2 separate regions of the Mus musculus genome follow, and region 1 is linked to region 2. Evidence: chromatin contacts called from public HiChIP or PLAC-seq data. All regions are on one chromosome and are shown on one strand. Each heading gives the region's core, a stretch centred on a gene start, on an enhancer-like site or on the middle of the called end of the contact. The rest is flanking DNA. Distances are from core to core; before and after follow the strand shown. Region 1 overlaps Cyp4f18 (cytochrome P450, family 4, subfamily f, polypeptide 18). Region 2 holds the start of Unc13a (unc-13 homolog A).

Region 1 (4,881 bases), core at 312-2,811, 320 kb after region 2:
GAACAGGTCCACTTCCCCATATTCTAGTAACTTTTCTCTTTCACTCCCTATGCTGGGTGGTGGGCTAAAGGAGAGGTTAAACCCTTATTAAAAATAGGTTGCAAATATTTATGCCTGCGTTCCTTCTTTGCCTGCCTGCACTTACTTGCCAGCACATCTGTTGGAGTGTACTTCATGACTCCAGCTTATAGAGAAGACCAGCTGAAACACCTAGCCTTGTGGGACTGAGCAACAACTAGACTTCCCATTCACAGCTGCCCATTGTTAGGTTAGTTGGACTGTTGTGCCAGGGAAGGGTTGAACTCCCAAAACACAGACATAAGCCGATCACAGCAGGGTCTTTATTCTATTCGAGCTAGCTCAGGCCCCTCCAATGCACCATTGTCACTCAGGAAGGTTTTGGTGGTGGAGGAGCCTTGAATATCTATCGGGGCAAGGCTTAATAGTAAGCAGCAAGGGGGTGGAGTGTGCAAGCATCTAATTGGAAAGCTGCTGTAGCCTTTAACACAATTGGCTGGTGTTGGGAACTATATTATAAACCTAATTTCTGCTTCCCTCTGCATTGGTGATCATTGAGCAGGGAGTGGGCTTGTAACCTGGGGTTGTAGGTTTGTTGGGAGAATAACCTGGAGACGCTGGTCTTGTGGGGATCAGCCTAGAGACTGGAGCTAGGCTCGGGTTTTGTTGGTGGCAGCTTGGAAACTAATGCTAGGTACCAGCCTGTCAGTTGACCTGAGTTGAAACTTAGGTCAGGTTCTCTAAAATGGAGTCTAAACTTAAAAGATTTGGCCTCTCAGGACTACAGACTGTAAGTCATTCCAATAAATCCTCTTAATATATAGAGACATCCCATTGTTTTGTGGCTTTAGAGAATCCTGACTAATTCGCATGCCCAGTTGCTGTAATGCTACATCCTCAAAAGGTAAGGGACTGTGGCGATTTGAATGAGGATGACCCCTAAGCTCATGTCCTTGCTCTCACATTTGGTGGAAATGTTTGGGAAGGGTTAGTAGTCTAGCTATGGTGGCCATTCTTGGTTTTCATTTGACTACATCTGTAATTAACTAAAACCCAAGCTGTTTGGCACATCTCTAAGGCAATTTTCTTGATTAGAACATTTGAGGTGGGAAGAGCCACCTCTAATCTGAGCCACGCTTTCTTGTCTTTTTTTTTTTTTTTTTTTTTTTTAATTCAACCCAGAACCCAAACCTAGTAATGGCGCCACCTACAGTAAGGATTAGGACTGATCATTCCACTTCAGTTGATTTATCCAGATTATCGCTCACAGGTGTACCTTGCCTCCTGAATGACAATATTAATTTTCATGTCCCTTAAATCCCTCTACCACTCAAACACCTTTCATGGCTCCCTGTGGCTCACATGAGGCATGTAACCTGGATGTTTGGTGAGGCTCAGACAAGGTGACAAGAAAATTTTATTCCTGGAAAGGCACAGGTGGGTGGATGGATAGGAGAGTCCCACGCCAGCTCAGAGATCACTGCGCGCCTGCGCTGAGCGGCTCCACTTTCAGCCACAGCCCGCCTTCTGCGCGCAGGATCAGCTCCGGCTTCCTGCGGGGCTCCTTGTCATCCGGCAGAACGCGGAAGCGCAGCAGAGTCAGCGCCAGAGCTACTTTCATCTCGCTCATGGCGAAAGTCTGTCCTATGCAGTTCCTGCAGGAGGGCGGGGTGGGAACTCTGACTGTGCCCAAGACCCTACCCAGGACCAACACAGCACTAGAACCTGGCCCGAGTCTGAGGTTTCTGGGACCACGCAAGGACGTAGACATCCTCAGAGCCAAGCCTTGATCAATAGCCGAAAAGGCCAGGGCGGGATTCTGAGCACAGAGGACTCTTCACCTTCCCCTCCCTGGTTCCCAAACCTTTGCACAATTCTGTGCAGGGAGGTAGGGAGGAAACGCTAACCTCCAAAAAACCCCAACTCCCCCGTCCTCACAGTCAGCCCGAGGCCCCTGCCCCTCAGTCCTAGCCTCACCTGGGCCCAGCCGAGAAGGGAATAAAAGCCAGGGGTGACCTGCCCTTGACGTTGTCGGCATCAAAGCGGAAGGGGTCATAGACCTGCAGGGGACATGGAATCATGGCGGGTGAGAACCAATTGCCAGCGTAGCCAAGAGCAGAGTCCTCAGTGTGCATGGAAGGTCAGAGTTGATTTATCTACCTCCTGGGATGCAATGAGGAGTAGTCGTAAACCCTGGATTCCATCCCAGCACCAGCATAAAACTGATGGCTGCAAACCTGTCAGCAGCAGGAGGCAGGAGGATCAAGGGTTCTGGGTCAACTCCTGTGTAAGGACTTCCAGGCTAGCCTGGGATACCTGACACCCTGCTTCATAAAACCCATGACTGGGGCTGGGGAGGTAGCTAAGTTGAAAGAGCAATTACCTAGCAGGCACAAAGCCCTGGATCCCATCCCAGGCACCACATAAACCAGGCGTGGTTCTGCACACCTCTCATCCCAACACTGAGGGGGTGGAAGCAGGAGGATCAGAAGTTTATGGTTATCCTTGGCTACAGGTTAAGTTGAAGCCAGCCTGAGCTACATGAGACCTTAGCCAACAAACAAACAAAAAGACCGTCCTCTTGAGAATCCCAGCCTATAACAAAGAATTAAGAGGGACAGCACCTCCGGGTCTGGCCACACAGCTGGATTGTGATGTGTCCCGAAAATACTTATTCGGCTTATGACACCTGTGGGGGAAATGAAGCAATGAAGAACTGCTGCAACCTGGATCCACTGTCTGCCCAGAACCTTCCCTCCTCCCTGATGTTTCGGGCACCTTTAGGGATGACCCGACCATCTGGGAGCACAATGTCCTGAGTGCAGCATCGGGAGATTGCAGTGACGGGAGGATGCAGCCGTAGGCTCTCCTTAATGCACATGGTGAGGAATGGCAGCTGGGCCAGGTCGTCCCTGAGGGGGGGGGGAATAGTTAACCAGATCAAAAATGAGAGAACTTCAACTCCTCTGTGACCCAGTGAAACCTCCCTGTTTTAAGTGCTAAGATGGATGAAGTACATGAGAATTGGAAAAACACAGGCTGACCAAATGGTTCAGAGAGGAAAATCAGCTGTCAGTAAGTCTGAAAATGAGTTCAATCTCCAAGAGAGACATTAATTAATTAATTAATTAATTAATTAATTAATGTAATTTAAAAACAAAAACAGAAACAGAATTCCCAACAATGGAAAGACAGAGACAGGAGGATTATGAGTTCCAGTCCAGCCACAATGGTACTCTTGTCTGAAAAAAAAAAATTCATTATTAATTAATAGTTGGTTAGCTTACTGACTAATAGTTTAATTGTGTCATTCTTAATGACTAACTTATTAATTAATCGAAAGCTTTTTAAATCAGATAATTAAGAGTACCAAAGAAAGGTTAGCCAGGCGACTTTAAAATGTTTATCCTGAGGAAACAAAAATGTAATGCCAATGGTATAAAAGTTAACAAATGGTCAGGACAGCTGGCTCAGTGTTTAAGAGGACCCGAGTTCAATTCCCAGAAACTACAGGCAGCTCACAACTGCCCCGTACACTAACTCTATAGGCTCTGACTCACTCTTCCGACCTCTGCAGACTCTGCACTCACATACAAATACTCCCACACATACACATATATAATTTTAAAATAAAAATAAATGTTAATTTAACAAGTTGCATAAAAATTATTCATTCTGGGAAAAAAAAAAGAGAAAGAAACCAAAATACAAAACAGTAGAAAGAAGATAGCGAGATCTAAAGCTTTGATTTTGTCATCACTGCACTAGAAACACTAGAAATGCAACTAGCCAAGGTGAGGCAAAGGAAGGAAGGAATGCCGCTTGTGGTGTAAGGGTGAATGTGCCATTTCAACAGAGAGAGGCATTGCAGGTGGTGGTTTTGGTTCTGGTTTGTGTCTTAGTTAGGGTTTTACTGCTGTGAAGAGACACCATGACTAAGGCAACACTTATAAGGACAACATTTCACTGGGGCTTGCTTACAGCTTCATAGGTTCAGTCTGTTATCATTATGGCAGGAAGCATGGCAGCATCCAGACACTATGGCACTGGAGGAGCTGAGAGTTCTACCTCTCATTCTGAAGGCAGCTAGTAGGAAGCTGGGACAAGGGTCTTAAAGCCCATGCCTACAATGACACACTTCCTCCAACGAGGCCACACCTGCTAAGAGTGCCACTCTCTGGGCCAAGCATATTCAAACTACCACAGTTTAGTTTGGTTTTGTGGTACTAAAGATCTAGCCTGTGGCCTTGTATATTCTAGGTGAGTAGTCTACCACCAAGCCACATATACAGCCCTAGGCAGAATCGATGGGAAAACATTAATAACTAATGAGTGAATGATGTAGCTTTAATCTGTCTTCTTTTGGTATGTTGTGATTATTTAAAATTTTAGGACCTGATGCTGCTAAATCTGCAGCTGAAAAACTCCAGAACACACCACTCACTCTGATGACCCAGCATCACATCTTCCTAAAGACTGCCTAGCTGCTAGCTTTTTGTTTCTTTGTTTATGTATCCCTCTGTGATGGTTTGTCTATGCTCGACCCAGGGAGGGGCACTATTTGAAGGTGTGGCCCTGTTGGAGGTGTGTCATTTGTGGGTGTGGGCTTTAAGACCCTCATCCTAGCTGCCTGGAAGCCAGTATTCTTCTAGCAACCTTCAGATGAAGATGTAGAACTCTCAGCCTCTCCTGTGCCACGCCTGCCTTGATGATAATGGATTAAACCTCTGAAGATGTAAGCCAGCCCCAATTAAATGTTGTCCTTATAAGAGTTGCCTTGGACATGATATCTGTTCATAGTAGTAAAACCCTTTAAGACACCCCCTACGGATGCCTCTTTGATTGTTTTGGTTTTTACAAGTT
Region 2 (4,676 bases), core at 499-2,998:
TACCAACCGAGTTATGAGCACTGTACCAACTGAGCTATGAGCACTGTAGCAAGCACTATGCATACTGAGCCTCAGCTCCTGCCTATCTATGTGTATATACTAAACGTTCCTTAGCATCCTGTGTGTACAATCTAGATCTGTATCTGCAACATGGAAGCTTCCATTGCAGAGGAGCCTGGAGCCCCCATATATCCAATGGCAGCCCTAGCCATAAAGCGTCCGTGGGGAGGGTCGTGGGTGGTTGGAATGAAGGTGTTCCCTGACTGTGAGGGTGAGTTCAGGTCCACTGGACACCTCCAGGCCCAGCTTTACCACGCCCAGCGCCCCACTCAGGCCCCACCTGCACCTCCCTACCTCTCTGCCTGTTTCCTCTCCCCAGAGCCCTACCCTTCATTCCCTGTTCTGCCCACCATGGTATCCAGGGAATTCAGTACAAATGTCTCCTGGGCCTGGCTTTCTGGAAGCCTCCTTTCTTAGGCTGCACGCCCTCCACCCCCACAGCTGAGCCTCCGGTTTGCGTCAGAGTTGGGGTGACGCGCCCCCCCCCCCCCGCCCCAGGAGGCAGGATGGGAGGACACGGGATTCAGGGAGCTCCCGAGGTGAGGATCCCCTTCACGTTCAGCTCCGCTTACTTCCCAGGTCTGGAAGCCGCGGATACCCAGTAATCCTGGGCAGTCGGAACCTTCGAGGCACAGGGTCAGAGAAAAGAGTTCCTGCTCCTTTAAGAACACCCGCGTCCAACAGACTAGAGCGATGCACCGCGGGGCGCGGGCGGGCTGGGCCGGGTTTGTGAATGGAGCAGCGAGCGGAGGGGGAGGGGGGGACAGGGAGGGGGAGGGGCAGAGGGGCGGGGCCATCTAGGGCTACACAGCCGCGGAGCTCAAATCCGCACACCGCCGCCCAGGTCTCCCGCCGCCTGGGTTCTGAGGGGATGGAGACTCGCCCTCTTCCTTACACAGCTTCCTGGAGGTGGGAAGGGGAAAGGGAGTAGGGGGTTCACCCCCCACCCTCCAAACCTAGAGCTCACAACGGTATCGGCACGCATCGCTACATGGCCAGTCGGTCGCCCAAGGTCTCCCGCTGTAGAGTTACCTGGCAGCCGTGCCTAGCCCCACCCGGAACTTCGAGGGGTGCAGGGGTCACACCTCTCCCGTTATTCCCTCCCTACTCTCCAAATGCGGAGCGTGGGCCTGGGCGTGGGCCTCGGTGCAGATGGCGTTTTGGCCCCAAAATAGCTGCTCCCCCACATCTCCTTCCCTTCCTCCAGCCCTAGGGGTGAGGCGAAGAGGGAGCCACGAGCTTCCGCGGAGCCTGCTGCACTGTTTAGGGCATACTGGGGATCGGAGAGGTTGCTCCTACGCTCAGTCCGGGCCCATTACCCCTAAACGCCCCACCCTCGCGCGCACGGTCCGCCGTCTCCTCAGCCCCAACCAGGGCCTATAAACCGTCTACACAGGCGCCCCGAGTCCCTCATCCACTCGTGTGAGTGACAGGAAGAGCACCTAGGGCTGATCCAAGTGCGCCCTGAAGCGCGCACCGGGGGTCCCCCTGCTGTGCAGCCCGACTCGGCTCATCCACGCACACCCCGCACTTTTCCCGCGTCCACGCAGAACCTACCTCCCACGCACAGCAGAGACATGACTCCAGGCGGCTAGAGCGCGGCGGGTGCAGCGCGGGGCTCAGGGCTTATGCCGGGGCCCGGCCGCCGGCCATGTCGCTTCAGCACCGGGGGCGCGGACAGCGCCTGACGCGCTCTGACGCTGCGGCGTGGGCGGAGCCGGAGACGCGTGACGGGGCGGGGCCGGGCAGACGCCTTAAAGGGCTCGTAAACTGCGGGGAGTCCAGGCCAGGTCGTATCTGTTTCAAAGCCCTTTGCTTTCTGGCTCAGCCTCGATGAGTATTTCTGTCCGTGCTCCACCTACCTAGGTCTCCACGTTTCTATTTCCTCTCTGAGCCACCTAACCTGTGCTCTTGTTTTACATTCTCCTGGGTAACAGAACTGCTATTTGCTGTCAATTCCCCATCTTCAGTGCCGCAGGAAGCTGTTTGTTTATTGGTTTTTTTGTTTGTTTTTTAATCCGGGTACTGACACTTGCGAGACATGTGCCTTACCTTCCCCGTATGAGGCATATACTCTACCACAGGCACATATCTCTGCCCATTTTATAACTTTACTTCTTGCGGGCCATGGACGTAATAGATCTCTGCGAGTCTGTGGCCATCCTAGTCTGCATAGTGAGATTCTATCTCTAAAAACCAAAACAAACAAAAAACACACGTTTATTGGGTCTGGAGAGCTGCCCAGAGGTTAAGAGCACCAGCTGGTCTTCCAGAGACCCCAGCCTTCTGTTCCTCGCACCCACATGGTAGCTCCCAACCATCCACAGACATGCACAGAAAGCAAAATAAATCTAAAATTTTTTTTATACATTACATTGTTTATGTGTGTAGAAATGAGGCACACACATATCACAGCGCCCATGGAGATCAGAAGGCAACTTTCCAGACTTGATTCTCTTTCCACTATGTGGGTTCCAGGAATAGAATTCATGGCTTCAGGCTTGGCAGGAGGAGCTCACTGGGATATTGTGCAGAGCTTCTTGATTTTTTTCCATGTGTGGAATGTGTGTGTGTGTGTGTGTGTAAGACAGAGTTTGCATGTGCCTGTGTGTGCATGTGAGTATGTTTGTGTGTGTCCATGTGTCTGTGTGTGTGAGTGTGTCTGTATGTGTCTATGTGAGTGTGTTTGTGCTTGTGTGTCTGTGTCTGTATAAGTGTGTGTGTATGAGTGTGTCTGTATGTGTTTATGTCTGAGTGTGTGTTTGTGTATCTGTGTGTCTGAGTGTATGTGTCTGTATCTGATAGTGTGTGTGTATGTGAGTGTGTCTGAGCACACACACCTGTGCATGTAAGCCCAGTGAACAACCCTGGATGCTGTTCCTCATGCACAGGTCACTTATTCATCATTGTAGCTGTTGGTAGCAGTGTCTTACTGGCCCTAAGCTCACAGCTTAGACTGGCAGCTCCTGGAGAAGGGCCTGGAGGTATGTATCAGCAGCTCCTCCTGTAGGCTTTGGAGACAGAATGGCGGCCACCCTGGCACCTCCACTTCCCTTAGGCACCTCAGGAGCATGGTAGCTACCCAGCCATCTTCACAGCCCTCTGCTGCTCTAATTAAAATTTATTTGCATTTATTTTACATTTGTGACTGTTCTGCTTGTATGTCTGTGTCCCACCTCAGTGCTTGGTGCCCACACAGGCCAGGAGAGGGTGTCAGGTCACTGACACAGGGGTTGCAGTGGTGCTGAGCCACCTTGTGGGTGCTAGGAATCAAACTTGGGTCCTCTGGAGGAGCCAGTACTCCTAACCACTGAGATGCTCAATTCCCCTGCCCCCTTCCCCCTTTGCAGAGTGACCTTCATGCTTGCTCACATGCTGAGCTAATTATGTGTTGGTGTAAATTCTAGACTCCTCCTCACTGTTTATAGGGGTGGCCCTGAGTGAACTGCCCCAGACAGCTAAGCCTCCTGTCTTGCGCTGCGCAGCCTCCACTCCCACCTGTGAGCCAGCTCCTCGCAGCCTGAGCTCCTTCCTTTAGTGTCCTTGGCTCCTGTTTTCTTTTTTTTTTTTTTGTTTTTAAGATTTATTTATTGATTATATGCAAGTACACTGTAGCTGTCCTCAGACACTCCAGAAGAGGGAGTCAGATCTTGTTACGGATGGTTGTGAGCCACCATGTGGTTGCTGGGATTTGAACTCCTGACCTTCGGAAGAGCAGTCGGTGCTCTTAACCGCTGAGCCATCTCTCCAGCCCGGCTCCTGTTTTCAATACTGCCATGCTCACTGTCCTCCATACAACCTACTGGGCTCCTCCTGTTAAGCCTCAAAAATCTATGTAAGGCCAGGTTGACCTCCAGCTATCTCTGTCCTAGAACAAGGCAGAAGTTTCCTAGAGCACAGAGTGTTTGGGACAGGAGCCTCATTCAGGTCTTACCCAGAATATTTTGTGACTGGCTGGACATGACTCAGGGGCAGACCCTATCCTATCTTAGTCTTCTATTGCTGTGAAGAGAACTTGACCAAGGAAACTCTTACAAAAGTAAACATTTAGTTGGGGCTGTCTTACAGTTTCAGAGGTTTAGCCCACTATCACCATGGAAACCTGGAAGTGCCCAGGCAGACATGATATTTCTCCATCTGGATCGACAGGCAGCAAGAAGACAGAAACTCTGAGCCTAGTTTAAGCATTTGAAACTACAAAGCCCCAGTGACTCTTCCTCCAATAAGACCATGCCTCCTAATGGTGCCTCTTCCTGATGAGCCTATAGGGGACAGTCTTACTCAACCCCTACACACCGCTGCCTAGGATACCACAGTGTATGTGTGTTGGGGGGACTGGATTGCACAGTGTCCTAGGTTCCATTCCCAATATTCCACCCCCATATCTCCCAACTCTTGGTGCCTCAGTTTTGCCATCTGCAAAAGAGGGATTATAACAAATGACTTTGTGTTTTTGAATCCAAACCTACAAACTCGGGAATCCTAAGGGCTCCAATTCTTTTTTTTTTTTTTTAAAGATTTACTTATTATTATATCTAAGTACACTGTAGCTGTCTTCAGATGCACCAGAAGTGGGCATCAGGTCTCATTATGGATGGTTGTGAGCCACCATGTGG

The links. HiChIP or PLAC-seq counts read pairs in DNA pulled down with a chosen protein or histone mark.
Region 1: an H3K4me3 HiChIP or PLAC-seq map of forebrain shows a contact between it and region 2, with 2.9 times the contacts expected there. The contact joins the enhancer-like site here to the promoter of Unc13a in region 2. A contact is called at or near these places in 1 of 39 promoter capture datasets (the C10 cell line), 4 of 115 datasets of contacts at active chromatin or transcription factors (the 230-238 cell line, embryonic forebrain and forebrain) and 2 of 9 other capture datasets (liver and pancreatic islet).

What each region holds. Positions count from the first base shown.
Region 1 is chr8:71,987,065-71,991,945 of GRCm38.p6, forward strand. It overlaps Cyp4f18 (cytochrome P450, family 4, subfamily f, polypeptide 18), which reads right to left. Exons shown (of 13, transcript NM_024444.2): 10 at 2,797-2,930; 11 at 2,643-2,707; 12 at 1,996-2,078; 13 at 1,418-1,673. The coding sequence ends at 1,496. Among named protein-coding and RNA genes, the nearest start is that of Gm51535, 15 kb to the right of the region's middle. Within about 2 kb of position 1,562, at least 152 of the 459 cell types and tissues checked have an H3K27ac peak or open chromatin away from gene starts, as enhancers often do. A contact at or near this core is called in forebrain and pancreatic islet, where this site is marked.
Region 2 is chr8:71,670,009-71,674,684 of GRCm38.p6, forward strand. Unc13a (unc-13 homolog A) reads right to left here and starts at 1,749. Exons shown (of 44, transcript NM_001029873.2): 1 at 1,618-1,749. The coding sequence starts at 1,639.